Linked DNA regions of Sus scrofa: region 1 is linked to region 2. A link is a contact called in public HiChIP or PLAC-seq data. All regions are on one chromosome and are shown on one strand. The core of a region is the stretch at or near the end of the contact, and the rest is flanking DNA. Distances in the headings are between cores, read along the strand shown.

Region 1 (7,187 bases), core at 3,776-6,275, 85 kb before region 2:
CCCTTGGCGGGGCTGAGCGCTCCCGGCCCCCGCCACCCTGCCCCGGGGGCCAGCAGCAGGGCCCAGGCGACCCCCGGAGACCCGGAGTTCTCAGCCCCCAGGCACTGGCACGGGTGAGGTCATCAGTGCTTCTCTCCCACCCCCAGCCGGGAAATATTAGTGCCTTACAGAAATGTGGGATTTAGAAAGTGTAAATCTCTACCTTCTGGGGTGATGAAGGGACCTGATAGTCTTAGGTGCTTGACGACAGAGACTGGATAAGGGGATGGGGGCAGATAAGGGGACAGACACTCTCTGCTCTTTGGCAGCCACTTTCTATTACTTTTTCTCTTCTTCTGGGAGGGGGGCTAGGAGAAGGGCCACAGGGAAAAGGTGAGGCTCCATAACTTCCTTCTTGTTTGTCAGTTCGAGTGTTTTTAATTTTTATTGTATCATTTTTTTCTCTAATGGGGAGCTCGCCTCCCTTATGTGTTTTTTAAACCAGTGTGGTATGGCTGAGTGCTGATGACTATGTTTTCTTTTTGTCTTTTTGTCTTTTTAGGGCCACACGGTGGCATAGGGAGGTTCCCAGGCTAGGGGTCGAATCGGAGCTGTAGCTGCCGGCCTACACCACAGCCACAGCAATGCGGGTCCTTAACCCACTGAGTGAGGCCAGGGATCAAACCTGCGTCCTCATGGATGCTAGTCAGATTCATTAACCACTGAGCTATGACAGGAACTCCGATGACTATGTGTTGTAAACCCAGCATCAAGGCCTGTTGTGGGCAGTGATAAAAGATGTTTGGAAATGCATCCTTTAGAGGAACCCCGTCATCCTAGACCTGGACCCACACCCATTTCCTGACCTGATCCTGCCCACTCCGCCCAACTCTCTTCACCCCTTGCCCCTGAGGGCCCTCCATACAGATCACTCTCCTTCCTTGTCACCCACGCAGGCCACCGAACACACCATTCCAGACCACAGGGCCTCTGTGAAGTCTTCTGGGACATCCCCTCACCCCACCTCCCCTACCTATGAAGTCTTTGTGCTGCTGCGAACACCCAGCACGGACCTTTCAGCATTTCCCACAGTCTGAGCTTCCGGAAGTTACTGGAGTCATATTTGTATTCCTTGCCCATGGCAGGGAATAACAATAAGTGGTTATTGAATGAATGAGCGAATGATTTGACAGTTTGAGGAGGTGGGATTAGGAAGTATTGTTTATTGAGCACGTAACAACCACTCTGCAGGGTAGGCATGCTCTCTCTTTTTACAAAGGGGACCTGAGAGTCAGCGGTATTGAATAAGTCGCCCCAAGTTACACAGCCAGGAAGGGATGGAGCAAAGATTAGACAGAGCAAGTCTGTCTGACTCCCCAGCCCACGTTTTCGCCCACATAATGGAGTGAGGACTGACCTGTAGAATCCCCAGCATGTACACCAGGCACCCCCAAGAGACTGTTATGGCACTTCTGGGTTCTCTGGGATCTTCATGACAGCCTAGCAAATGCCAAGGGTCTGCTTCATGGAGATTTGCACTGAGATCCCAATAACTCCCCCTCTCTCCAACTCTGTCTCCCACCCTCAGAACCTTCTATTTGGAAAACTTTAAACCTGGAAGAAAGTTGAAAGAGTAGGACGATGAACATGAATATTCCCTTGATAGTTGCATATTGCATATATTTGCATATACATACACACACACTCTCATATATGTATTTATACATTAGGAGTTTGGGGGGTTTGTGTGTTTTGGCTTTTTTTGCTAAACTATTTGAAAAAATAATAATTTGCAGCCTCCAAAATATTTGGGGATGTGTCTGGTAAGGAGAAAGATTCCCTTCCATAATCATAATACTGTTATCACATCCAGCTAATTAACATACACTTAATGATTAATACATAGTCCATTCTCAAATTCCCTAATTAGTCCAGGAATATCCTTTTATAGCTATTTTTATTTTTTGATCCAATCAAGGGCCACTAATTGAGTTATCTTTTCTCTTTGCTCTCCTGTAGCCTAAGACAATTTGACATTTTTTTTTTCTTTTTCATGATACCAACATTTTTGAGTGCAGATTTATCTCCTTCTAGAGTGCCAGTGTTCCCTGGTGTTTGAAAAAAAAACAAAGAGAACTGCATAGGTGACACTGTCGGTCCCACTGCCTTGTATCAGAAGGCGTATGATGTCAGTTTGTCCCATTATTGGTGATGCTATTATGTTTGATTACCTGGTGTGGTGGGCAGCCGTCCCAAAGGTCCTGGGATTCACGTTCTATGTGTCCCCCTCCCCTTCAGTGTGGGCTGGACCCAGTTGCTCAATGCCGAAGACTAGAATACGGAAGATATGGAATGTCCCTACTGAAATTAGGTAATAGAAAGACTGGTTTTCAATTCAGAAGCTCTCTGCATCAATTGCCCTGGGGAAAGCCAGTTTCCATGTGTGTGTGTGTGTGTGTCTCGTGAGGTGGCCCTATGGAAAGGCCCAGAGGAGTAATCTTGGAGGTGAGCCCTGCCAACAGCCGCCTGAGTGATGTAATCGACTATTGTAACTTCTTTCTGATAGTCAAATTCTCCCAGATTTGGTTAGCAGAAGTTCTGCAAGCTGACGTCTATATCCTTTGATAGGTTTCCATCGGTCTTTGAGCACTTTCTAACTTTCTGGCTCACTTTGCATTTTCCCTGCCCCAGACCTGAAATCAGTCCGCTCTCCAAGGTTTCTTTCAATGGAGGACAGCGTTCAGAAAGCTGGCTCTGGTCACTAGGTTTGCTCATCGCTCCTGGGATATGGCTTACAGATCTCTTAGTGGACAGAGTTAGGAAGCGCTTTTTTTTCGAAAGAAATTTCCTCCAATTCAAGTCCAGCTCTGTAGGGTTCTTCCTCACCTTCCCATTCCATGTTTGTGTCTCTCTTCCTTCACAGTGAGAACCCTGATTCCTATCAACCTCAGTATACTTAATCACTTACTCAACCCTACAACATACTCAAAACAGTTTCAGAATTACTGTTCCAATACCATTTCCAACAAGAAGACTTCAGAGGAAAATTCAAGACTTTGTAGTTCTGTTTGTTCTTAGAATATATCCCACTAAAGGTGTACAAAGTATTCACAATGCATTGAAATTAACCGCGCGCGCGCGCGCGCGTGTGTGTGTGTGGTGTGTGTATCTGTGTGTGTGTGTTGTGTGTATCTGTATGTTGGGGGGGTCTATTATCAAATTCATACCCAGTTAGATTTCTTTGTTTGTATTTGCATTTAGTTTCAGCGTTTGCTTTCTTTGAATCTTTTAAAATTTAATACATAAAATTTTTACATGGTTCAAAAGTCAAAACTCTCTCTATAAAGAGTGTACTCAGAAGCCTTACTGCTATTTTTATTTCTCACACTCCATTCCTATCCATCCACCATGGGCAACCATTTGTTTTTTGGGGGTTTTGGGTTTTTTTTTTTTTTTTTTGTCTTTTTGCCTTTTCTGGGGCTGCTTCCCGGGGCATATTGAGGTTCCCAGAGTAGGGGTCTAATCGGAGCTGTAGCCACAGGCCTACGCCAGAGCCACGGCAACTCGGGATCCAAGCCGCGTCTGTGACCTACACCACAGCTGCTCACGGCAATGCCAGATCCTTAACCCACTGAGAAAGGCCAGGGATCGAACCCACAACCTCAAGGTTCCTAGTCGGATTCGTTAACCATTGAACCACGACAGGAACTCCAGCAACCATTTTTATTACTTTCTGATTTACTCTTCCTTTGTTTCTTTTTCTTATACAAAAAGTAGCATACTATATCCACATTCCAGCACCTGGATTTTCTTACTTAATATATTTTAGAAATCACCACATGTTAATTCATAGAAATATCTCTCAACTTTTTCAGCTTTATATTAATCTGTTGTGTGAATTCATCATAGTTTATTCAGTTAGTATTTGAATGGGTGAGCATTTAAGTTGTGTCTTATATTTGATTAGTAGCAAACAGGGATTATGAGACTCCCCTTTTCCTCACAGCCTTGATGACAGAACGTATTACCTAACTTTAAAATTTTTGACAACTCAATAAAATAGTATCTTATTGTAGTCCAAATATGCATCTATATCATTATGAGTGAAGCCGAACATCTTTTCATATTTTTAAGATGCATTTATATATTTTGTATGTGTTGGGGGGAACTGTCTATTCATGCTTTCTGCCCAATTTTCTATCAAGTCTTGGCCATTTTTTCTCAATATTTAAACGTTCCTTATATTAATAATATTAGAGATTAGCCTGGATTTGTGACAAATGTTACAAAGCTTTCTCTCACTTTGCACTTTTTTTTTTTTTTTGCCAGGAAGCAGGGTTTTTTAAAATGTGCTGAATTTATCAATATTTTCCTTTTTGCGTCTGGATATTTTAGTTTTCATTGGAAACATTCATTCAGGGTCGGACTGGGCATGGCTTTCCGAGCATGTTGGTATTGAAAGTGTCTCCCTTTTGTGAGGCATGATGGTGAGACCTCTTTCCCCTTCTGCTGAGGAGATGCGGACTGTGAGCCAAGCCAGACTGATTAGTTCTTAGGTTTCTCAGGAGTTCCACATCCCTTCTTGTCCCAAGGAAACTTTTGGTTGGGGACAGGCGCGTAGCTCATTGGGAGGAGCGGATGCTACGTAGGAGAGAAAGCTGCTCCACGTGTTCTCTCTCAGCTGGAGGAGCAGGTACCCAGAGCTGCCCTTAGATTGTAGCGGGGTTTGGGTCAGAGAAAGACTTTTCCCACACCCAGGGTGTAAGTTTGTCCACCCATGGTGTCTTCTCATGCTTGCGTGGTTTCATTTTTCACATGTAGGTTTCTGGTCCATGTGGCGTTTATCCTAGTGGATGGTAAGAGGTATGGGTCCAATTTTCCGATAGGCAGCATGGCCCCTTGGAGAGGGGCGGGGCAAATAAGTGGCGATCCTTATGGTCCAGTAGGTGGCGCTCCTCTAGACTCATTTTTGCCGGACTGTAGGAGGAAATGCTGCAAGTCTTGAGAAGAAAAAGGAAATGACTGGTTAGGTTTCACTGGCCAAGAGGAAGCCTCTAGTAGGAAGTTCCCCTCCATCCACACAACCTTGGCTTCACTGGGGGGCACAGTGCTGCTTTCCTCATGTGGGAAAATATCATTTCCTCCATGACTCTGTTTCCCATTGGGAAGGCTCTGTGGGGTAAGAGTGGGCATGCGCAAAGATTGCCTTCACAGCGTCTCTCCCAGAGGGGAGAGAGGTCAAGATGGCCCTGACCTGTACTTCTCTGGGAGGCTCGGCCTGGGAGTGACAAGATCTTGGTTCCTGTCTCAAAGCCATTGTCAACTGGCACTGGTATCACAAGTAGCCGCTTAGCCTTCTATTCCTCAGTCTCCTCATCTGTAAAAGGGGACAACAATGCCCTCCCTACCTATGTGTCAAGGATGTCAGTGGCATAAAATGATGCGGGTGGAAACGTGTATACAAAGTCAAAACACGGTACAAATGTATTTTTACTGTCATCATGGTTACGTCTTATCATACATGGACTTGTCTCTCTGGAAGATATGGTCAAAAGAATTTGTAGTGATAGGCTGCTTTGCTGTATAAGGTGATTTTTCCAAGTATCCTCTCTTGTGGAGATAGCACTGCATTAAAGAGAAAAATGGACTAGGTTAGCTTATAAAGGGCTGCAAGGTAGAGACCTGATGAACAGGTTTACAATGAACTTTCCTAAAGTCCCTAAAACCCCCTAAAACTGTATACAGGTGGGAGTTCCCACTGTGGCTCAGCGGGTTACAAACCCTACTAGAATCCATGAGGACTCGGGTTTGATCCCTGGCCTTGCTCAGTGGGTTAAGGATCCAGCCTTGCCGTGAGCTGTGGTGTAGGTCACTGACCAGCTCAGATCCCATGTTGCTGTGGCTATGGTGTAGGTAGCTGTAGTTCCAATTCGACCTGTAGCCTGGAAACTTCCATATGCCACAGGTGTGACCCTAAAAAGCAAAAATAAAAACAAAAAAAAATTGGAGTTCCCATCATGGCTCAGCAGTTAACGAACCCGACTAGCATCCATGAGGACGTGGGTTCGATCACTGGCCTTGCTCAGCGGGCCAGGGATCCGGCGTTGCCATGAGCTGTGGTATAGGTCGCAGATGCTGCTCAGATCCTGCATTGCTCTAGCTGTAGCGTAGGCCAGGAGCCACAGCTCTGATTGGACCCCTAGCCTGGGAACCTCCATATGCCACAGGTGTAGCCCTGAAAAAGACAAGAAGACCAAAAAAAAAAAAAAATTGTGGTGATAGGTTACCTTCATATAAGGTGATTTTTCCATGTATCCTCTCTCTCATGGAAAACTTAAAGGAGAAAATGGACAAGGTTAACTTTAAAAGGACTCCCAAATATTAGAGACCTGAGGAGGAGGTCTATGATGAGCTTTCCTAAGAGCCCTAAAACCCCCGAAAATTGTGTACAGAATTGTGTATATGTGTATTTTCCATAGCTTGTATCAGATTGCGAAAGGGGTTCGTAGTTCAAAAATGATTAAGAAACATCTGAGAAAAGGAGCCAGGCCAGCCCCAGGGCCCCCTCCCCCTTTGGCTCTGGAATGACTGAACTGGTTCTAGCTACTTCCTCAGCCCCAGATTGGATCTTACGGCTATGGTCTTACTTTCTACTGAAGCTGGTCTGGAGAGAAGGAGCAAAGAGAAGTGGCTAGGGTCTAGAAAGGGTCGGTAGTGTCTCGAAAACAAAGATGAAACCCTAAGGCAGGGTGGGTCCAGGGGCAGCTCAGCAAATAGATCAGAAAACAATTTGTCTGGCCAAACTCTTGTCATGCCACAGTGGTCTTCCTTTTCTTCCTGAAATATGCCAAGATCATTCCTATCCTAGGGCCTTTTTTTTTTTTTTCTTTCTTTTTTTTTTTAGTTGTATCCAAAGCATCTGAAAGTTCCCAGGCCAGGGACTGAACCCACATCACAGCAGCAACCAGAGCTACTGCAGAAACAATAGCAGCTGGATCCTTAATGCTCTGCACCACAAGGGAACTCCTTGAAGAGGCATTCTTGATTACCTCGAATGCTCTGCCCTGGCTCTTCTCCTAACTGGCTCCATATTATCCAAGTCTCAGCTGGAACATCACCTGCTCAGAAAAGTCCTCCCTGATCACACAATTCTCCCAGCCAGAGTGATCTTCCAGGAGCAACCCTCACCATGGGAAATCATCTTTTCT
Region 2 (7,502 bases), core at 3,114-5,613:
AAAGGGGAAAAAAACCCTATTTTCTACCAATGATAAAATTTGGGAATTCCACTGAAAATTAGAATTTTGGAAAACTTCAGTCTACTACTCAGAGCTTGAAAACTTGTTAATTATCAAACTTGATAGTTTGTTTATAATATTTGTTAATAATAATAATCCAGTGTCTCATCAGAAAAGTATTTTTCTGACAGTGATATTCATATATTAATAAATGGGATTTTTTGGATACTGTATTATAATGAAATATGCCAACATTTGGAAGATATTTATGATAAGCCAGTAAACCAGTACTATTCAGATGACCCATTCATTGTTACAAAATCATACAGGGGTAAAAGATCCATTCAGGGTTTGAGATAGACCAACAACAAGCATATGGAAAATTTACCAGTATGGTTTCAGATTCTACATTGCAACTGACCTTTAAGAAACTACCACTTATCGGGTTTGGTATAGTATCAGGAATACCCATAATTGGCTGAAAGAGTATCAGATTACTTCTTCCTTTTCCAGCCACCTATCTTTGTGAGACTAGCCACTCTTCATGTGCTTCAGCCCAACCACATATTGCAAAAGATTGCAGAAGCAAATATGAAACTCCAGTTGTCTTCTTTTAACGTAGATATTAAAGAGATTTATAAAAATGTAAAACATGTCTTCTCATTAAACTTTTATGTGTGTGTTTTAGAAAATAGTTGTTTTTCATAAAATGTTAGTTCGTGTTAACATGTAATGGATTTATTACTTTCAAATGAATTAAAAAATTAAAGATTTCTATTCTAATTCCTAATACAGTAAATATCAAAATGTATACCCCACATGAACAAAAGCTTTTTAGGACCTTAGTAATATTTAAGAGTTTAGAAGGAGTCCTGAGACCAGAAAGTTTGAGAATACTTGAGAATGCTGGTGGAATGAAGACTTCTGAAAAATAGCAAGTAGGTTTTTTTCCTTTGGTTGTTTTTTGTTTTTGTTTTTGTCTTTTTAGGGCGGCACCTGTGACATATGGAGGTTCCCAGGCTAGGAGTCCAGTCAGAGCTGTAGCCTCTGGCCTACACCACAGCCACAGCAACTCAGGATTAGACCTACATCTGCGACCTACACCACAGCTGATGGCAACGCTGGATCCTTAACCGACTGAGTGAGGCCAGGGATTGAACCTTTGTCTTCATGGGTGCTAGTTGAGTTTGTTAACCGCTGAGCCACGATGGGAACTCCCAGCGAGTAGTTTTTAGATACCATATTTTAAAGCCTGCATAAAGTTAAGGTTATGGAGATCTGTATAAGAAAAACACCGCTAGAGAGTTTGTGACTTTGTGAGTTTATGTTGGTCATGAAATTAGAATGATATAAAGCACCAGGTGCTCAGTAGTAATTTATTTCCCAAATACTATCAAGATAGCAAAACTGTTTGAATTAAATATAAATTTGAATTTCTAGGAACATCATTTAGTTTATTGAATGTTGGCAAGGAAGAGTAAAATAAAGAAGCACTCCAGAGGCCCTTAAATTTGAATTTTTCCACAATTTTTAAAGAAATGGGGAAAGAACATGGGAAAATAAAAGTTAAAAGAGAATGAGAATAAAAACCCTACATGGTACACAGTAGCATATTGAGAAATAAAACCAGATTTGTAATTTGGGGATAATTAGGTAATAAGAAAACTGTCCCTTCGTGTACCCTCTTTTTAATTGGCAAGGAGAAATTATTTTGGGATGTGTTTTCTTATGTGAAAATCAGAGTAAAAAATTTTTGTCTCTGTTAGAGCATAGTATGCCCAGATAAAATGCTTAAAACTTTGACACCATTGGTTTGTGTTTTTATTTTTGGTGAGCATGGAAATAATGTAACGCATTTCCCAAATAAATGAGACTGCACAGTTTTTTGTTTTTGTTTTAACCAGGGCTTGGGAATTTCTTTGACATTTTTTTTTAAGCTCCCTTCTAACAAAAATGACCTCTATTCCAGCCTGTTTTAAGACGTGAATAAGGACTCCTCATGAGGGGTATGTTTAGTGCCTCTTACTCTTTAGAAACCAAACCCCATTTTTTTGGGAACATAGAGCTCATTAGGCCTCAAGCTGCAACCCTACTTAACTCCTTTTATTTCTTTTCTTTGCTCACTGAGAAATGCATGCTGTTTTCAAAGTTTAATTTTTACTTTGTCACCTGTTTGCTGTGTATTTGAAACTGAGTGAGAGGTGACAAAGCATGAATTTACATTATCTTTCCAACATTTTTTCTAGTCAGCAAATTGCATCCAAATTCAAGCAAAGACATATCTAGGTTTCTCAAATTTAAGTCCTCTGTCACATTTTGACTTGTGCTTTAAAGGCTGGGCATATTTAAAACTTTATGTCTTATACATTTTAAAATATTATCATAATTATACTGCTTGTACAGTTTTTTCTTAATTTGTAATTACTTTTTAATTTTTAAATTTATGTCTTTATTTTTTGGCTAAGCCCATGGCAAATGGAATTTCCCAGGCCAGGGATTGAACCTGCATCACAGCAGTGACCAGAGCCACAGCAGTGATTATTCCAGTTCCATAACCACTAGGCCAGCAAGGAACTCCTTACTTTTTTTATTTTGGTAGGATGAACATACCTGGTAAGTATTTAGGTCAGAATTATATGCTATTTAATTATCTATTAATATAGATAGACCCCACAGGAGAAAGCTGAGATTCAAATTTACTCCTTCAAATTAGGGCCTAGAGTAGGGCTCCTTTTTGTAGAGGAGAGCTTAAAAAAGTTTGGGAGTGTTTTGGCACAGGGGAAACGAATCCAACTAGGAACCATGAGGTTGTTCCAGGTTCGATCCTTGACCTCGCTCATTGGGTTAAGGATCCGGCATTGCTGTGAGCTGTGGTGTGGGTTGCAGACTTGGCTTGGATCTGACATTGCTGTGGGTGTGGTGTAGGCTGCCAGCTGTAGCTCTGATTCAACCCCTAGCCTGGGAATCTTGGTATATCGAGAGTGCAACCCTAAAAAGCGGGGGGTAGGTGGGGGGCTTGAACTCTGTTACTCCAAGGCACAGCTTAAATGAGTCTGTATAATACTCTAGTTTCTCTTCAGATCATATAAATCTTTCACCTTTGAAATGAGGCTGTACACTTAGATGAGAAGGGGACAAAGGACATCAACACACTCTTGTAATCAGCTTCTGAACCAGTCTGAAGTATTGAGCTATTAGCTTGGTGTCTAGATTTATGATATCACCAGTATTGCCTCTAATGCCAGTAAAAGACCTGGGTCTACATTAGGGTAAGAGAGACTTGGTGGAGACACTTGGAAAAATGCAAGGTGTGGAGGTATAATGCATAGGGAGAAAATTGTATTCAATATAAACCTGAAAATCAAAAATTCCTAAATATAAGATGAAGGCAAATAAATCAACAATAAAATAAGCCAATAAAATCAACAATCAAGAGATTATGTCTGGTTAAAAAAAAGGTAATTTAAAAATCTGTTAAAGGCTTTAAAGTCAGTATATTTATATATGTCAGTGAGATAAAGGAAGCTGTAGCATCTTTAGAAAGTCGTGAAACAACATAAATGTGTAAAAGCAGCCAGAAGTCCTACAAATAAGAAACATGTCATTGATTCTAAGACCCACATTGTTTAACATTTCTGAGATCTGAATATATCTTACAATCCATGGCACATCAGTGTTTAACTTACAGTGCTTTTTCTCTTTTACTGGTAGTGAGTAGGGTGTCTTGTTAGCATCGCCTTAGACTAGGTGAAATAGAAAAAAATGGGTCAAACAGGAGAACATTTAGGCTGGGACATAGAAAAAAATGAGTGAATACTAAAATACTAAGGAATTTGCCCAGAAAAAGCTTAGAGATAATGAACAAGCAGTCAGGAGACTTGAAGGATAGATTGTCACCAGTTAGGAATTTCAGAAAAAGAGAATAGAGTGAATGGCAAGAGAAACAGTATTTGATGAGATAATGGCTGAGAATTTTCTTGTGTTGAAGATGTGTAGTCTGCAGATGAAAATTTTGCTTCAAGTATTAAGTAAGATAAACAAGTCCACCCCATCTTAAACTAAAATTATAGAGAAAGATAATCTTAAATTTTAAGACAGAAAAGACAGATTGCTAACAAAGAAATTATAGACCTATAAACTTCTCATTAGCCACGCACACACCAGAAGATCATGTAGTAATATTTTCATAGTACTGAGAGAAAATAACCAGCATCCAAGAATTCTATATGCAGTTAAAATCCTACTCAAGAGTGAGAGTATAATGAAGACACTTAACTTAATCAAGCACTAGAGTTCCCTGGTGGCCTAGCAGTTTAGGATCCAGCATTGTCACTGCTGTGGTGTAACTTCGATGCCTAGCCCAGGAACTTTCACTTGCAGCCGATGTGGCCCAAAATAAAATAATCAAGGACTATGAGCTCATTACTCAAAGACCCTTACGAAACTAACTACTGAAGGATTAAGTAGAAAAATGAATCTAGAGGAAATGACATAATAGTAATTACAGTGGGTAAAAAATTAACTTATTCTTGCTGGAGTATTTTAAAGTACATTCCAGACGTATAATTTTGCTCAGAAATGCTAATGGAGTGATTATCAATGTGTGGCCTGGGAGTCCCAGAGATGCTTTTCATAGTGGTCCATGAAGTCAGTTACTTTCATAATAATATCAAGATACTGTGTGCTTATTTCAGTTTTGCCTCAGAGTTGATACAGAGTGGGGTTTTTCAGAGACTGTGTAATATATGGTAACAACAAATTGAACACAGAAGCTGATATGAAGGTCTAGCTGTTATTTGGGTTTTGTTTTTTTTGTTTTTTGTCTTCATGGGGCCACACCCATGACATATGGAGGTTCCCAGGCTAGGGGTCGAATCAGCCATAGCCTCTGGCCTCCACCAGAGCTCACAGCAACACCATATTCTTAACTCTCTGAGCGAGGCCAGGGATTGAACCTGGGTCCTCATGGATGCTAGTCAGATTCATTTCTACTGAGTCATGATGGGAATTCTATTTTTTTTTTTAAATTGAAGTATAGTTAATTTGTAATACTGTATTTCAGATGTACAGTGAAGTGATTTGGTTATACATATATATTCTTTTTCATATTTTTTTCCATAACAGGTTATTACAAGATACTGACTATAGTTTCCTGTGCCATACAGTAGGTCCTTATTGTGTATCTGTTTTATATACAGTAGTATGTATGTGTTAATCCCACCCTTCCCCTAGGGTAACCATATAAGTTTGTTTTCTATGTCTCTGAGTCTATTTCTGTTTTGTAAATAAGTTTACTTGTACTGTTTTTGTTTTTTTTTTTTTTATCTTTTGTCTTTTTAGGACTGCACTTGTGGCATACGGGGGTTCCTAGGCTAGGGGTAGAATCAGAGCTGTAGCCGCTGGCCAACGCCACAGCCACAGCATTGAGGGATCCGAGCTGCATCTGCAACCCACACCACAGCTCATGGCAACACCAGGTCCTTAACCCACTGGGCGAGGCCAGGGATTGAACCCTTGTCCTCATGGCTACTGGTCAGGTTCGTTAACCACTGAGCCACGACGGGAACTCCTGTACTATTTTTTAAATTAAAAAAAAAATTTTTTTTTTGGCTTCTCCGAAGCATGTGGACTTCCCTGGCCAGGGATCAGATCCAAGCTATGGTTGTTACCTATGCTGTGGCAACACCAGATGCTTTTAACCCACTGTGCTGGGCTGGGGATTGAACCTGCATCCTGGTACTGCAGAGACACTGCCAATCTTGTTGCGCCACAGCAGGAACTTCTATAGCATTTTTTTTAGACTCCACACATTAATGATAATTGTATATTTGTCTTTGTCTGACTTATTTTACTTGGTATGATCTAGCTATTTTCTAAGAAGCCAGATATTAAAGGTATTTGCAAAAATGTCAAACTATTCTTACTAATTTAAAAAAATTATATTTTTCATAAAGGTGTTACTTATGTTAACAATATGTTTGTTACTTTAAAATTAATAAATACACCTTTAAAATTTTTCCACTTTTGATTCCTAATATAGTAAATATTGATATACTTATGTGAACAAAGGCCCTTTGAAATCCTCAAATTGTTAAAAAAAAGTTTTTCCCCATTTTTTATAAAGACATTTACGTGCAGTAAAGTTCACTGTAAAATTTTAGTGCTCAGTTCCTGCAGTTTTAAAAACTGTACACAGTTGTACAGTCACCACCATAGTCAAGATATAGTGTTATTTTGGGAGTTCCCCTTGTGGTGCAGCAGAAATGAACCCAGCTAGTATCCATGAGGACGCAGGTTCAATCCCTGGCCTCGTTCAGTGGGTTAAGGACCTGGCATTGCTGTGAGCTGTGGTGTAGGTTGCAGTCAGATCCCACGTTGCTATGGCTGTGACATAGGCCAGCAATTGTAGGTCCGATTTGACCCTTAGCTGTGGGTTTGGCCCTAAAAAGCACCCCCCCCCAAAAAAAAAGATAGTGTTATTTTATCACTCCTTCCCATTTCCATATGCCATTTCATAGTCAACCATTCTTTAGCCTTCTCCTCTGGCAAATAGGTGTAACTCACATAAACGAAAATGATTTGAAGTCTTCAGTGATTTTTAAGACTTAAAGTGATAGTAATATCAGAAGTTTGAAAACTACTGCAGTAATAAATAAGGATTTTAAGAAACAACCACAGTATCAATGTTTATAGTACCCTAAATTTATAGTAATTTCTTAATATTACCTATTATCCTGTGATGTTTAGTTCTGCTCAGATGATTAAAAAACATCTTTTTAGAAAAAAAAAGTCTTTTTAGAATTAATCAAATTGGGATTCAAACAAGGACTGTCTTTTACTGGTTTATGTGCTTCCAAGTCTCAGCTTTTCAAATAATGGTTTTAGCAGCTTTCCGTTGTCATTTGGATTCATTATTTCATTAAGGTTTGCAAAACGGTGATTTTTCTAATATTCTCAATCCTCTTCTGAAAAGAGTCTTCTCTTGTTAGCTATTTGGTTACCCCCAAATCACAGTTTGTATAAGAAAGGGAGGGTAAGCAATTAAATCCACTCCTTTTATTCATCTGTTTTCAGATTGAGTTGGTGTCTTAGCTGCCATTAGGGGTTCTTTTATTTATTTATTTGTGAACTCATTTTTTATCAGTTGTGTTTTAAATACTTGGCAGTCATTATCCTTGGTAGTTAATATTTATTTTTTTAATACTTATATTGTTAAGACATGGAATGCTAAGTGTGAAAACAAGAAATAGAGGTGTGGGATGGGTGGGGGTTGGTTTCTGGGTAAAGGTTCCTGTCTTTTTTTTTTTGGCTGCATCTGTGGCATGCAGAAGTTCTTGGGCAAGGGATCAAACTTGAGCCACAGCAGCAATCCAAGCCACTGCAGTGACAACACTGGATCCTTAACCCACTGAACCACAGAACTCTTAGTGTTCTTGTCATATTTAGGAGGATCATTTATATGGAGAATGGCTTTAGCCTTTACATCTGTGTATAATTTGGAT

What was found. HiChIP or PLAC-seq counts read pairs in DNA pulled down with a chosen protein or histone mark.
Region 1: an H3K27ac HiChIP or PLAC-seq map of alveolar macrophages shows a contact between it and region 2. The contact joins two enhancer-like sites. A contact is called at or near these places in 6 of 47 Hi-C or Micro-C datasets (blood, psoas muscle, retroperitoneal adipose tissue and 1 more) and 1 of 2 datasets of contacts at active chromatin or transcription factors (alveolar macrophages).

What each region holds. Positions count from the first base shown.
Region 1 is chr15:80,051,354-80,058,540 of Sscrofa11.1, reverse strand. No RefSeq gene overlaps it. Among named protein-coding and RNA genes, the nearest start is that of SP3, 65 kb to the right of the region's middle. Within about 2 kb of position 5,025, at least 5 of the 83 cell types and tissues checked have an H3K27ac peak or open chromatin away from gene starts, as enhancers often do. A contact at or near this core is called in alveolar macrophages, where this site is marked.
Region 2 is chr15:79,965,417-79,972,918 of Sscrofa11.1, reverse strand. The region is part of intron 4 of SP3 (transcription factor Sp3); the gene reads left to right. Among named protein-coding and RNA genes, the nearest start is that of SP3, 21 kb to the left of the region's middle. Within about 2 kb of position 4,363, at least 3 of the 83 cell types and tissues checked have an H3K27ac peak or open chromatin away from gene starts, as enhancers often do. A contact at or near this core is called in alveolar macrophages, where this site is marked.